Linked DNA regions of Mus musculus: region 1 is linked to region 2. Evidence: chromatin contacts called from public HiChIP or PLAC-seq data. All regions are on one chromosome and are shown on one strand. Each heading gives the region's core, a stretch centred on a gene start, on an enhancer-like site or on the middle of the called end of the contact. The rest is flanking DNA. Distances are from core to core; before and after follow the strand shown. Region 1 overlaps Nrxn3 (neurexin III). Region 2 overlaps Adck1 (aarF domain containing kinase 1).

Region 1 (6,270 bases), core at 1,386-3,885, 690 kb after region 2:
AGGTGCTAATACTGAGTGAGAGTGGCCATAGGCCTGTGTGTCTGACCTATGTGGGCCAGGGCTCAGGAGCTGAGAGGAGGAAGCTGAGCTGCAGGGCATTTCCATCTGTGAAAATGACTTTTACCTTTGAGGCAGCAGCCGCGACAGCAATATTTCATGTCCTCCATGGTGTCTCCTACCTTTAAATGTCAGTCTTCGAAGGCACCTTATCTCCTGTAGCACACTTCAATTAGGTATTCCAAATCACGCTTCTTTCTTTTGGGACAAATATGCCAGAGGTGATATTTACTATTCCAGTAGCATTTTTAATGCTCATGGGAGAAAAAGACCTTGTGAACATCAGCTCCCTTCTTCTAATAAGACCCATGGATGAGGACATCCAGTCTGGCTTTGAGGACAGTAACTGGATGACTTAAGTGGCTAACCTCGGTCTCTACCCCTTCTGCTTGCCCTACTCTGGTGCTTGCCTGCTAGGGACAGTTGTGACATTTGTCAAAAGCAGACTCCATGTCTTCATTTGGAGGTTCCTGACTGACTTCCAGAAAGTCTACTCTTGTCTCCAGACACTGGGTCTCTTATTCCACTCAATACCTGGTTCTCTCTCTGGTTTGAAGAATGTGTTTATTTTTCTCCCCACTTATTGTATATAGCTCTCCTTATTTTCCCCCATGGGCACATCTTAGGCTTTTTATGGTGCACCACCACCTCTCTAGGAGACAGCTGGTTGAGAAATTCATGAAGTGATTGGTTCTTCCTTGTGGTTGAGTTCTAGTTGCTTTGCCTGGTTTTGGGGGTCCTTCAATCTACAGTGCATTCCTTAGTTCCCCTCCTATTGTCCTCATTCAATGGAGTGTAGTCTTCAGTGTAGATTTTGTGCACTTCTCTGACTAAATAATGCATGGGCCTACCATTGTACTTGGCATATATGGATGGTGGGAGGAGCCAGTCTCTGCCAACATCTGTATTTAGAATCTTTCTACTGGATCTCTTTTCCAGAATTCCCATTACATCCCAATTCTTTATTAGCCTTCTCTGATCAACCTAATATTTGGTATTTCCTCTTGCCGGAGTTCTAAGATACTTATTAACAGTACTCATTTAGTGTTTGATATATGTTGTCTTATATTGTTTTGTATGTTTTATTCTAGACAGATTGTATGAACCTGTCTAGTACAAGTGATATCTTGTGTTCATTTCATCTACCCTCCAATTCTAAGATGACCCTTTGAACATAGCAGAGTCTCAGTTAACATTCAGTGATCAAGTAGAACACTAAGGAGCATGCCTTGTGTTGCTATTCTGCTCAGTTCAGATATCATCTTGAATAAAGTTATTTTCAATTTTCCTATAGAATTTCTTGGAACTGTAGGCTTTCCCCCTGGCTTGCCCCTAAAACTGATCACTTGAGAAGAGCTTTTTCCTAGTGTGAAAGAGTTTTGAAAGCATCTAAGCATTGCCTCAGGTAGTGCTTGGACAATCAAAATCTTTTAGTGATCAGCGTGAAGGGATTTAGACTGTCAGGTTGCATTCTAAAGTGGTAGCATAGAGCTGTTGAAACTACCACAAAACTACCAGTTTTGTCACTACTATCCATTTGTGATAATCTCTGTGCCTTGGTTTCTTTGTCTGCAAAATGGGTCTAATAATGACTATCTTATGGAGTCATGATGATGTTCTGCTGTGATACAAAATGTGAGAGGACAGATATTATAAAACACTATGTACATGCCAATAATGAAGTTTCCAGCAACTCTGGGCATGATGGTGGTGGGCGATTGGTTCTCTCCATGAGGTATAAACAGAACTCTGGGCATCCTGGTAAACTCACTGAGAAATCAGGGATTTGCCATGGCCTCAACTGTGACCTACAGATAGAAGAAAACTGGAAAGGAAAAAAAAATATAGACCAGTGAGTTCAGCATCAGTAATTAAGTCAAGTAAAATGGGCTGTGGGATGCATGACAAACATTAGACCCTGGGTATGCATTTCAGCAGATCCTATTGCGTCAACATCCAGAACACCATCTACTCACCTATAACTCTCTTCTATGTAGTTCTTTTCTGTTTCTTGCTTGATTGCTTTCATTTGTCTAAAGCAATCTTGGCATCCTGTGCTAAGCCTGCTGACCCCAAAAGGACACTCTGAAAGCCTGATTTTCTGACTGGTGTGATGTTGCTGCTGGTTTTGGCTGATGCCCAGGATAAGATATGTAGTGGCTATCCATTCACTGAGTGGACCCTCCTCAGCCCCATCTTTGCATAAAGAGCTGGGCAGATTGACGGAGGGAGCAGAGCTAGGTTGGATCTTTTCTGGTCTTTCTCTTTTTCTTCCAGTTTTCCATGTGGCGTCAGCAGCTGAGTAAGGGAAAGCTAAGAGGTTTAAATGTGCTTTTGCTCCACGGGTCAGATTAATAACCCAAAGCCTTTCACACTGGCAGATCAGGGTGAGGCAGTCCAGCCAGAAAGTACTAGGTTATGGGGGCAGTGGCTGGAAAGCCAGATCGTACCAGAGGTGACAGCTGACAACAAATGATGAAGTGGCAAACCCGGTCTGCTGCCTCCCAGCCCCCACCCTCCTGCCTTCTGCCTCTGTCCTCTCATTCTGAGATGGCTGCACCGTGCTCCAGCCTCTGGCGGCTGCTGCCCTCTGCTGGGAAGAAAGCTTCACTTGGTGCGAACATGTGGAGCGCTGTACATCCTAGGAAACCAACCTTAGGGCACAAAGCCATGCACTGCTGAAAATATAGGAATCATTCAAGGGGAGAAGGCAGAGGTTCCACAAGCCCCTTGTATCAAAGTGGTCGCAACTTGTCACAGATCTTTGGAATGTAGCTGTTATGGATTCATTGCTTGGATCCTTCAATTTTCTGTCTGAGTGGAATGTCCCTGGGGAATGTGATTTGGTCTTCTTCCTTAACTGGCTTGGGCATTGTATCTTGCGACCCTCCATTGAGGACCCTTAAACATCACTGTTGGTTTTGTTAAATGAGTCACTTAGGCATAACCTTTTCTTGAGAGAAACTGACAGAGGGAAATGGAATCTTGAGGAGGCAGTAGGGTGGTGGGGTTGGACAGTCTTATGGTTCAGAGGACCCTGCAGAGAGTGGGTTTCTCAGTGGTCAAGGGGGGAGCAGGACAAGGGCCAGATGAAGGAAGCAGGACTAACAGTGTAGGTAATGAACTACCTTACTAGTTCACAGCTTTCCCAAGAGTTGTTTATGCAAATTAGATCGTGCTCAGCTGACCTCAGGAGGGTCCCTGTCTTCAGCATGACAGCAAGGTGACCTTGGTCATTGCTGTTTCTTCATACTAGCATATAGCACAGCCAGACAGGATCTATGACCTCAGTGACCACACAGCAATTCTACTTGAGGGATTTATTTTCATTCCGTTGGTTTCTGCCAAGTCTGTGTTAGAGCAAATGGGGCTCTCCCAGCCAGCAAGTGTCTCCTCGTGATGTGTGTAAACAGTACTGGTCAGGAAATAGGTTTCCTGTTCTTAATGGGCTTGTTCAACCTCGTATTGAGTGGGGCACAAATAGCTTTATTATGAATAATAGTAATGGTAGCAAGCATCGTTGCTATTCATAGTAGGAACATTATGTTGTCAGTTCTGACTGGTCTTTCTTCTGTTAGCTTTATTAGCTTGGAGGCCCTTTGGCTCAGGAATGAGTATAGAATAATACTAGGACCAGTAGTTAGGGAAGGTGTTCCAGGTTATCTTTGTATAACCTGCAGAATACCCATTCCGAGCCTCTCTCCACTCTTACAGTATTTTCCTCCTGCATCCCTCCCACAATTCTCTCAAGGCTTACTCTCCTGCATCCCTTCCATCATCCTCTCAAGGTTCCTCCTCCTGTGTCCCTCCCACCATCCTCAAGGTTCCTTTTGTATCCCTTTCTTCTGGGTTTTAAACTATCCTCCTATCTTATAAGAAAGAAGGACTAACATTTTGTTCTTTTTATTTTAATTAAGCCCGAAAGCCATAGACAAGGTTCTGAGGTGAAATTCTGGTGTGAGGTGGAGACTGTAGAGAGAGTAAGGGAAGCTGGATCATGCATAGAAGTGGGGCTTGTAGTTTTATTTCTAGGACCTTTATGTCACCTAAACTTCAACATGGTGATACCTGATCACTGATGAGATGGCTTGGGATATGGAGGGGTGATTGGGTAACAAGGGTAGATAACTCAGGATTATGAAAAGGCTTAGCTTGTTCCTTCTCCTTTATGAGATCCCAGCAACCAGGTAGCGTCTGTAAACCATGAAGTCTGTCCAAAGATGATACTGAATCTGCTGGCATGCTAAGACTGTGTTAAGGCTGAGGAACAGAAGGGAGTGTTTCTAACTATGCTAGTCATTTTTCGAGATACTGTGAGACTAAGAGGAACTTACACTTGGAATGATTACATTTACAATTAAAAAAAAAAACGTTTCTCAGCAATGCAGCACTCTTTCTGGGTTTGTGGAGCTTACTTAGGTGAGCCTCACAGCGAAAGACTTTCATTCTGTAACTGAACCCCAAAGCCTAGTTTTACATGGACCCAGAACCACTTGAGGCAGTTTTGGTACATGGAAAGGATGAATTTACTCTGGTGATTAGGGGCATGGGCACCGCCATTCTGGAGTTCAGCAAGAGAAACCATATCATGTTCATCTAATATCTCTATCCTTATTCCTTATCCCCTGTTTACCATGCTGATCTCTCTCTCTCTCTCTCTCTATGTCTGTCTCTCTGTCTCTGTTTCTCTCATTGAGAAACATGGGAGGGGTGTTTGGGATGGTGTCCTATGTCTTAAAGCTCCCTTCAAGCTCACTGTATAGATAAGGATGACTTCACATTTCTGGTCTTCTTACATCTTCCAAGTGCTGAGAGTTTAGGCATGCACCAACAATATCTGGTTTATGTGACACCGGGGATCAAATCCATTGGCATCGTGATTAGACCTAATCCAAAGTGAGGTCTCTGGTTCTACACTAGCATTTTGTAATTTGTGAATCTTCCCTGAGTGGGACTCAAGCTCTCTTTTGTCTCGTGATCTTAAACTAGTGATGATATTTAAACATAGATGTGGTAAAGTCACAAATTATGTTCTAGTTAACTGACCTCTGAATGCACCATGGGTTGAAGGATGAATGTTTTAGGGTAGACTGACACATCTGGAGTAGACTGACAACACACCTGGTGATGGTGAAGGTGGAAATGAGAGAGGAAGAAATCTTTAGAAAGCAAATCTGGCAAAGAATAATGATTGGAGGCTCAAGCTTCTCTCTAAGCTTAAGAAACAAACATGAATCTGTGGTTTGTTGTAGCCTGCTTTGTCTTTGCATCTTTGCAGAGTGCATATTTTTGCTCTTTTTTTTTTCTTGTCAAAGTACATGACCCCAAAGTGGTCAGAGAACCAATATAATATGACAGAATTGGAATCAAATTGTGTATGAGTGCATCTTTGCTATAATCTTCATTTTGTGACTGTTCAACTCAGCAATCATTGACCATTTACCAGATGTCAGATACCTGTGGGTATTTAGAAATACTGTTTTAAATAATCTTGCCATGGGGAAAAGGTGACAGTGTCATTGGGGAATTGTTACATGCTCTTATACACACATATGCAAACAGAAACCCCCAGCACCCACAGAGCTTATGGACTAATTCACTCTAAAATTCCCAGAAGGTGCACATGGAACCTATGTGTTCAAGCCACCCAAGAACTGGATGTATGCCTTTGTTCATAGTTGCCCTGTATTACCTTCCTATATCCCTTGCTCAGAGTTGTCACCTCCTAAGCCCTGTGACTTGAGGGATTCACAGTGGAGTGTTTTATATGCTGAACGAACCCGCACTCTGCTGAGGCTGTTCTTGCTCCCTGGTCTGTATGCACCCAGAGGCCTGCCACCTTCATCTCCACTCTTTGAAAAAAGATAGATCCGCAAAGCCCGCTATTTACATACCTCGCTTCTGCCTGCATTTTCAAAGCTCTTTGTTCAAGTGTCAGTACTGGTTTGTAAAACATGAACAGAGTTGGGGGGAAAAAAGTAATTACAGTTCCCATCTGGTGTTTCTGCTGACATGCTGTGGTGCTGCCTCACTGCTCCTCTTCCCTAGGCCTTGTCTCATTCTGTCTTCTCAACCTCAGACTCCTTTTCTCTCCCATCCCCCTCAGCTCACCTACCTCTTGCTAGTGCTATGTGTCAGAGATGCACAGCTATGGAAACGAACTGACTTTCCTGTGGCCACCATATCCCCAGCCCAAGAGCCCCTGCCCTTATT
Region 2 (6,654 bases), core at 3,657-6,156:
AAGACCAAGGGGCCTCTCTTCCCAATGATGGCCGACTAGGCCATCTTCTGATACATATGCAGCTAGAGACATGAACTCCGGGGGTACTGGTTAGTTCATATTGTTGTTCCACCTATAGGGTTGCAGACCCCTTTAGCTCCTTGGGTACTTTCTCTAGCTCCTCCATTGGGGCCCCTGTGTTCCATCCAATAGCTAACTGTGAGCATCTACCTCTGTGTTTGGCAGGCCCCGCCATAGCCTCACAAGAGACAGCTATATCAGGGTCCTTTCAGCAAAATCTTGCTGGTGTATGCAATGGTGTCAGTGTTTGGAGACTGATTACGGGATGGATCCCCGGATATGGAAGTCTCTAGATGGTCCATCCTTTCGTCTCAGCTCCAAACTTTGTCTCTGTAACTCCTTCCATGGGTGTTTTGTTCCCAGTTGTAAGAAGGGGCAAAGTGTCCACACTTTGGTCTTCGTTCTTCTTGAGTTTCATGTGTTTTGCAAATTGTATCTTGTGTCTTGGGTATTCTAAGTTTCTGGACTAATATCCACTTATCAGTGAGTACATATCATGTGAGTTCTTTTGTGATTGGGTTACCTTACTCAGGATGATGCCCTCCAGGTCCATTAATTTGCCTAGGAATTTCATAAATTCATTCTTTTTAATAGCTGACTAGTACTCCATTGGGTAAATGTACCACATTTTCTGTATCCTTTTCTCTGTTGAGGGACATCTGGGTTCTTTCCAGCTTCTGGCTATTATAAATAAGGCTGCTATGAACATAGCGGAGCATGCAGACACAGTTTTTAATGCTCCAACTTTCTAACCTCCTTACACATGGCTTCCCCTGGGAGCTGCTAGTTCCCAAGACCATAGTTAAGATGTTTGTGTGAAAGGGGCAGTGGGAAAGGGCCAGATCCAGGGAGTGGGTGGGGCTGGTGCCTTGTGGCTTAATTCTCTTGGCTGCCCTGTGAGGGGCATCCATTTTGCCTAGGGGTAAACAGTTCAGAGACGTCAAGTCATGAGCTTGAGGAGAATCTTGGCTCTTAACTCCAACAGTCTTCAGCTTCCCGTGAGGAGTTCTGTGTTTTTTACAAAGGTTGCGGCCCTGGCAGGGTAGCCTTTCCTGTGATTCCTAAGAGGAAAGTGGGCAGGAGGATGAGGGATTCCTGCTGTTGCTACTACTACTATTGTTTGTTAAGTGCTCCTTCAGTCTGGAATGGACACTGGGTATTTTCAAGCATGTGGCTTCATTTAGTCCCAGAGCAGCTCAGCAAGGTATGTGTATGGGATGCCTACTGTAGTGTTCCAAGGTGTGCAAAGTGCATTCAATGTAGAGACATTGGATGACCAAGGATCACACAGCAGTGAATGAGCCAGGGCTGGATAGAAAAGCTTCGTTGGCCGGTTACTCTAGATCCACTCTAGTTACACAGGCTGCCCCTTAGAGGGGATGGGCCTGCTTCAAGGCCACATTGATAGGCTGGTGAGGCTAGACTGAGGCAGCACCCTGAGGTTCTTCTCCTTGCTCTGGCCTCACCTGGTTCTGCCGTCTTGCCTCCAGCACCAGGGTGTCCTTGAGTGGTTACCTCAAGAGCCAGTCAGCTGATGGCCAAGTAGAGGCCTTAGGAAGTGCAAGGATAGGTGGTCAGGCTCTTGTGGAGAAGTGGCTGTCCTGTGCTTGCAAGCTGTGGTTGTACAGGAGGGGCATGCTCTCTTCCAAAAAGAGCCCCCCCCCATCATTGTTTCTCCCTACCAGCTGTCTACTTGATGCTGCCCTTGGGCTCTGCATGTCTTGCTGATTTATGTTCACCACTGAAACAATAATGTTTAATCTGGAAAGGGCTAATCAATTTTTTATGCTGATTATGAATCAGCCAGGTGGGCCTGCTGCTTCATTCGCAGAGCTTGAGGAACGAGTCCATGCCCTAGTTTGGGCCTCTGTGGTAATGTAAGATGGGGAGGCCCAGCTTCCTTCAAGGAGAACCCTTCCTTGGGGCCCTGTATCTCTTGGGAAGAGAGTGTATATGTGCCTGTGTATGTGAATGCATGTGCATGTACATGCATATGTATACATATATGCGTATACATGTATAGGTATGTTTTTGTGCATGTATATTTGCATGCATACTTGAATGCAGGCACTATGTACATATGTGTGTAAGTGTGTGTATGTGTAAATGTATATGTGTACATATTTGTATGCACATATATTGCACATGCACACATGTGTCTGCATATATGTATATGTGTACAGATGTCTATGTGTACACACATGCAGATATCTATATGTATACATGTGCATTGTATATCTCTGTGTGTGTGTGTGTATTTGTGAGTACCTCTCTGGCAAAGGAGGTGGCCTGACTCCAAGTGGAGAGCCAGACTTGGGCATGAATGTGTATTTGCATAGGTGCATGCATTCATGTGTCAGTTATGTGCCTGTGTACACACATCATTAGCCAGTAGTATAGACTGAATCTAGGTAGAGTTCTAGGCTTTCATATACATGCTCATTGACTGTGTGCATATATATGTTGCTGTGTGTAGGTTTGCTGCTATGGGCCTTAGGCATAGTTTGGAAATTGTAAATTGGAAGGGGTACAATGTCATGGAATTCGAAAGGTCATTGAATCTTTTAACACTATCCTTTATAATTTAGGAATCAAGACCAAAAAATGCAATGTGACTTCCTGAAGTTACCTGCTTGATGACAGTGTGGTTCTTCTTTCACCCCTGTATCCTCCAGTGACTGCACATGCTTGCATGGTCATGTGCATGGGTGAGAGTCAGAGTAGGGCACTTTATGAACTGCTGGGGTTGACTAGTCCTTTTGACTTTGCAACTATCCTGACATCTCTGAGAGCTTGTACTTCAGGGAACACGACAAGGTAGTGACAATGTAAGGCTGATGTGGAGTGAAAGAGAGTTCCTCCGAGGTGCTGCTTTCAGGGCTTCCGGATCCCACGGGAGTGTGTGGCGAGGGACGAGCTAGACCTTTCTGGAGGAGGCAGTGCACAGTGTAGAGAGGAGAATGAGCAGGAAGGCTTTTGAGCACCTTTACATAGGTGGAGTAGCCTGAGCTGACTGACAACTGAGGCAGGACAGGGTGACACCTTGGAGGGGTCTCTTCAGGAAGGTGTGTGAATCTTGAGAGTAGAGAGGGTGGTGTCTCTAAGTCTGTATAACTCGTGTCCAAGGCTGGGTCACTAGGGTTTGTCATCTCCATGAGGGCCTTCTGTTGCTGGCTTTATGCACCTCCTGACTTCTCCACTGGCCACAGAACTTTTGTTTTATGGTCCTGTGTTGTACAATTGACAAGCTTCCATGAGGGAGCTCATTTTTTGGTTATGGGGAAACAATAAAACTTCAATGACACTTGCACAGGTGTCACAAGGAGAAGCACACAGTTTTCTGGATAATAAGTTCAGGAGGTGAAACTGGCCTGTCAGAGGAAGCAGTTTGGAAGTTGTGATCCTAGAGTTGTTAAAGGACAGAGGGATGTCACATACAAATGAAATGTCAGAGGCCTCAGGGCATAAAGAACCTGGTCAGGGACAAGAAAGAGGTGGCGACTGCACTCAGAGGCTGGAGAAATGAGCTGGGCGTGTTAAGGGAATCCGAGACTGGCAGTCATTCATCAGCCCCATGAAGAGCACTGCATGGTCTAATGTGTAGTAGCTGGTCTACAGAACTATCTGGAAGACCAGTTAAGTGTCCCTTCATGGTCATCCAGGCAAGAGGTTGGATCATGGCTGGGGAGCAAGAGAGGATGGGTAGGCATATTTGAAGACTGCATTAAATGTGTGTGTGTGTATGTATGTATGTATGTGCGCGCACGTGCGTGTGTATGAGAGGGAGGTGCCAGAATCCACCCTCAGGGTTCAGATATGGACAGTGGGAACCCCAGTACTGACTTAATGCCGAAAGGGACAATATAAGGGTGTCAGCTGGCCACCTGAGGAGGAGTCTTCTATATCATTGGAATTTGCAATACTTTCCTACCTGTAAGAATAGAAACCTTAGTAGTGAGGGTCAGAGTGGCCTTGGGTTCGGGTAGGAGTGATGCTGAGAAGGGGTCTGGGACGAGAGCTCAGACAGTGCCGTGCTTGCCTTGCAGGTATGAGGATCTGAGTTTAACCCCAGAACCAGGGAAATAGTGAGGCGTAGTGTACTTGTTATCCCAGCACCAGGGAGACAGAGACAGGCATAGCATGGGAGCTCCCTGGCCAGCCAGTGTAGTCTATTGGTGAGTGTCAGGCCAGTGACAGATCCTGTCTTAAAAAGCTGGATGATACCTGAGCAGTGGCACCCAAGGTTGTCTTCTGGACTATGCAGGGCTGTTTGCAAACATCCGCTTGTGCATCCGTATGCATGACCATGCACAGGCACTAAGGCTGAACAGACTGCGGCGTCTGGATTCTAGAGATTTAGGTTGAAATAACACATTAGCATGCTGGTGTCATGTGCTTTGGGGCGTTTCTCTGTAGTCGTGTGTGTAGAAGGAGAGGTTTATTGCAACAGCTGGAGATCCTGCCTGTCAGGCTACAGACATGTGACAGAAGACTTTTGGAGGCTGTGTAGCTTTCCCTTAGGGCCAGAGGTTATTGATGGCTGGTTACCTGAGCCGCACAGAAAGCAGGCCTCCTGATGGGGGCAGGGTGATGCTGAAGTTCCATGGGCTTGGCGTTGGGCCAGGGGTTGGAAAGGGACTACTTGAAGAAACAGCTGGGGAACAGAAGAGCCTTGGCCTTGGGAAGAGAAGTGGGCTGGTCCTCCACGTCATCACCTGGTATGGAGTCAAGAAAGCTCTGGCATCCTTCCTGGATCCATACTGTGAGATTCATGTTTGTCCCACATTGCCTTGGGACGGTCCCCAGCTTTCTGGCACACATTTATCCTGGAAAATGGGACAAACGGCTAAGGTCGCTCATATGGTGTGCCAGGGGTCAGAGGACACTGGAAATGGCCCACATAAGACTCTCGCTGAGGTGACAAGTTTGTATGTTTAGTGGTCTCAGTCAATACCTGCTGCTCCTATTTCTGTTTTTGCAGAGGAGGAATCCTAAAGTTAAGATGTTGGCCAAGGCACATTCTCTTTGGAGACCCTGGGAGGGACTCTTTCTTGGCGTTTTGTAGCCTTTAGAAGCTGGCTGAGTGTCTGGCTCCATCCTGTAGTGAAAGAGCAGCACCATCAAATGTCTGTCTCAGCCTCTCAGCCCTGCTCCTCTCTTAGATTCTGATCCTTATGCACACCCCTCCCCCTCTCCCCTTTTCACTTATTTCCTTTCTGCCTCAGTATTGGGGATTGAATCTAGGGCCTCATGTATGCATGAGGGCAAACCCTCTGCCACTGGGTTAAATTCTCACCTCTTCTTCTTCATCTTAGTAATTGTGTGTGTGTGTGTGTGTGTGTGTGTGTGTGTGTGTGTGTGTGTATGTACATGTGTGCAAGTCAGAGGACAACTTAAGGGAGTTTCTCTCCTTTCAACGTGTGGGACTTGGGAATTTCAATTAAGTCACCAGGCTTAGTAGCAAGCACCTTTCCCTACTGAGCAGTTGTGATGTTGGGTCTTGGATGCTTCAGGAGCTTCATGACAGTCTCTTCTGTCATGTAAGATCACATTACAGCTTCTGGGATGGGAACATAGACCATTTTTTCCTGCTTACCCTAAGGTCAGAAAGTCCGTATTTTGACTTTCATAGGTCATATGCTCTCTTTGTCACAGTGGCTCAGCTCTCCCTGATATGAGGAGAGCTGTGCCATTAGCAGGTTGACAGGGAGATCACCCACCCTACAGCTGGTGTGTGTGTGTGTGTGTGTACATATATACATGTATGTGGAGGCCAAAGGGCAACATTAGGTGTCTTCAGCTATTGCTCTCCACCTTTTTTGTTTTTAAAAGCATGGTTTCTTTGTGTGGCTGTGGCTGGCTTAGAACTTATTCAGTAGACCAGGATAGCTTCAAACTCAAACTCAGAGACACCCGCTCTGTCTCCTGAGTGCTGGGATCAGAGGTGTGCACCACCACCGTGGGTTCCCACCTTGTTTTGAGACAGGGTCTCTCACGGAACAGCTGGCTGATTTGGTTAGGTTGGCTGACCGACGGCCCGTGTCCACATCTGCAGTGCCAGGACTGCAGGCACATGCTGCTGCCCAGCCTTTTCTGTAGGTGCCGGGGATCCAAGCTGAGGTCCTTTTGCTGGTTTAGAAAGCATAGTGCCCACTGGGCTGTCTTCCCAGCCCCATAGCTGCAGCATGTTCTCTTTCCTCGTAGCTTTGGTGGACGTGCCGCAGCTGAGTTTCCCATCCTTTTAAATTCCTTGGCACTATGTCTTCCTCACATGGAAAGGGAGTCCCGAGAACTTTTTGCTGCACGCATGTTCTAGATTCCCTTGCTCTGGACTTTGAGGTATGGCAACATAGCTTAGGCATGCTGCCACTGCCCAGAGTTCAGGAAGCCTGTCCCAACAGCAAGTGGAGCAGCCATAAGTGAAGGACACCATACTGCACATTGTATCCCGCAGCTCTTGTTTTGAGCCTAGGGATATCTGAAGGTGATTGGAGAAGGCCTGCCAGATTGGTGAAGCTGAGCCTGTTAGAATTCATGAGCTGCACAGAACACTGGGCTTGCTCTCTTGTAAGAGGACCCTTCTCTGGTGAGGGG

What was found. HiChIP or PLAC-seq counts read pairs in DNA pulled down with a chosen protein or histone mark.
Region 1: a contact with region 2 is called in an H3K27ac HiChIP or PLAC-seq map of SST interneurons, with 6 times the contacts expected there. The contact joins two enhancer-like sites. A contact is called at or near these places in 6 of 484 Hi-C or Micro-C datasets (cerebral cortex, cranial neural crest, embryonic cerebral cortex and 3 more) and 2 of 115 datasets of contacts at active chromatin or transcription factors (SST interneurons and embryonic basal ganglia).

The regions. Positions count from the first base shown.
Region 1 is chr12:89,103,971-89,110,240 of GRCm38.p6, forward strand. The region is part of intron 3 of Nrxn3 (neurexin III); the gene reads left to right. Among named protein-coding and RNA genes, the nearest start is that of Gm40537, 130 kb to the left of the region's middle. Within about 2 kb of position 2,636, at least 31 of the 459 cell types and tissues checked have an H3K27ac peak or open chromatin away from gene starts, as enhancers often do. A contact at or near this core is called in SST interneurons, where this site is marked.
Region 2 is chr12:88,415,700-88,422,353 of GRCm38.p6, forward strand. All of the region lies in intron 4 of Adck1 (aarF domain containing kinase 1), which reads left to right. Among named protein-coding and RNA genes, the nearest start is that of 4930473H19Rik, 23 kb to the right of the region's middle. Within about 2 kb of position 4,907, at least 13 of the 459 cell types and tissues checked have an H3K27ac peak or open chromatin away from gene starts, as enhancers often do. A contact at or near this core is called in SST interneurons, where this site is marked.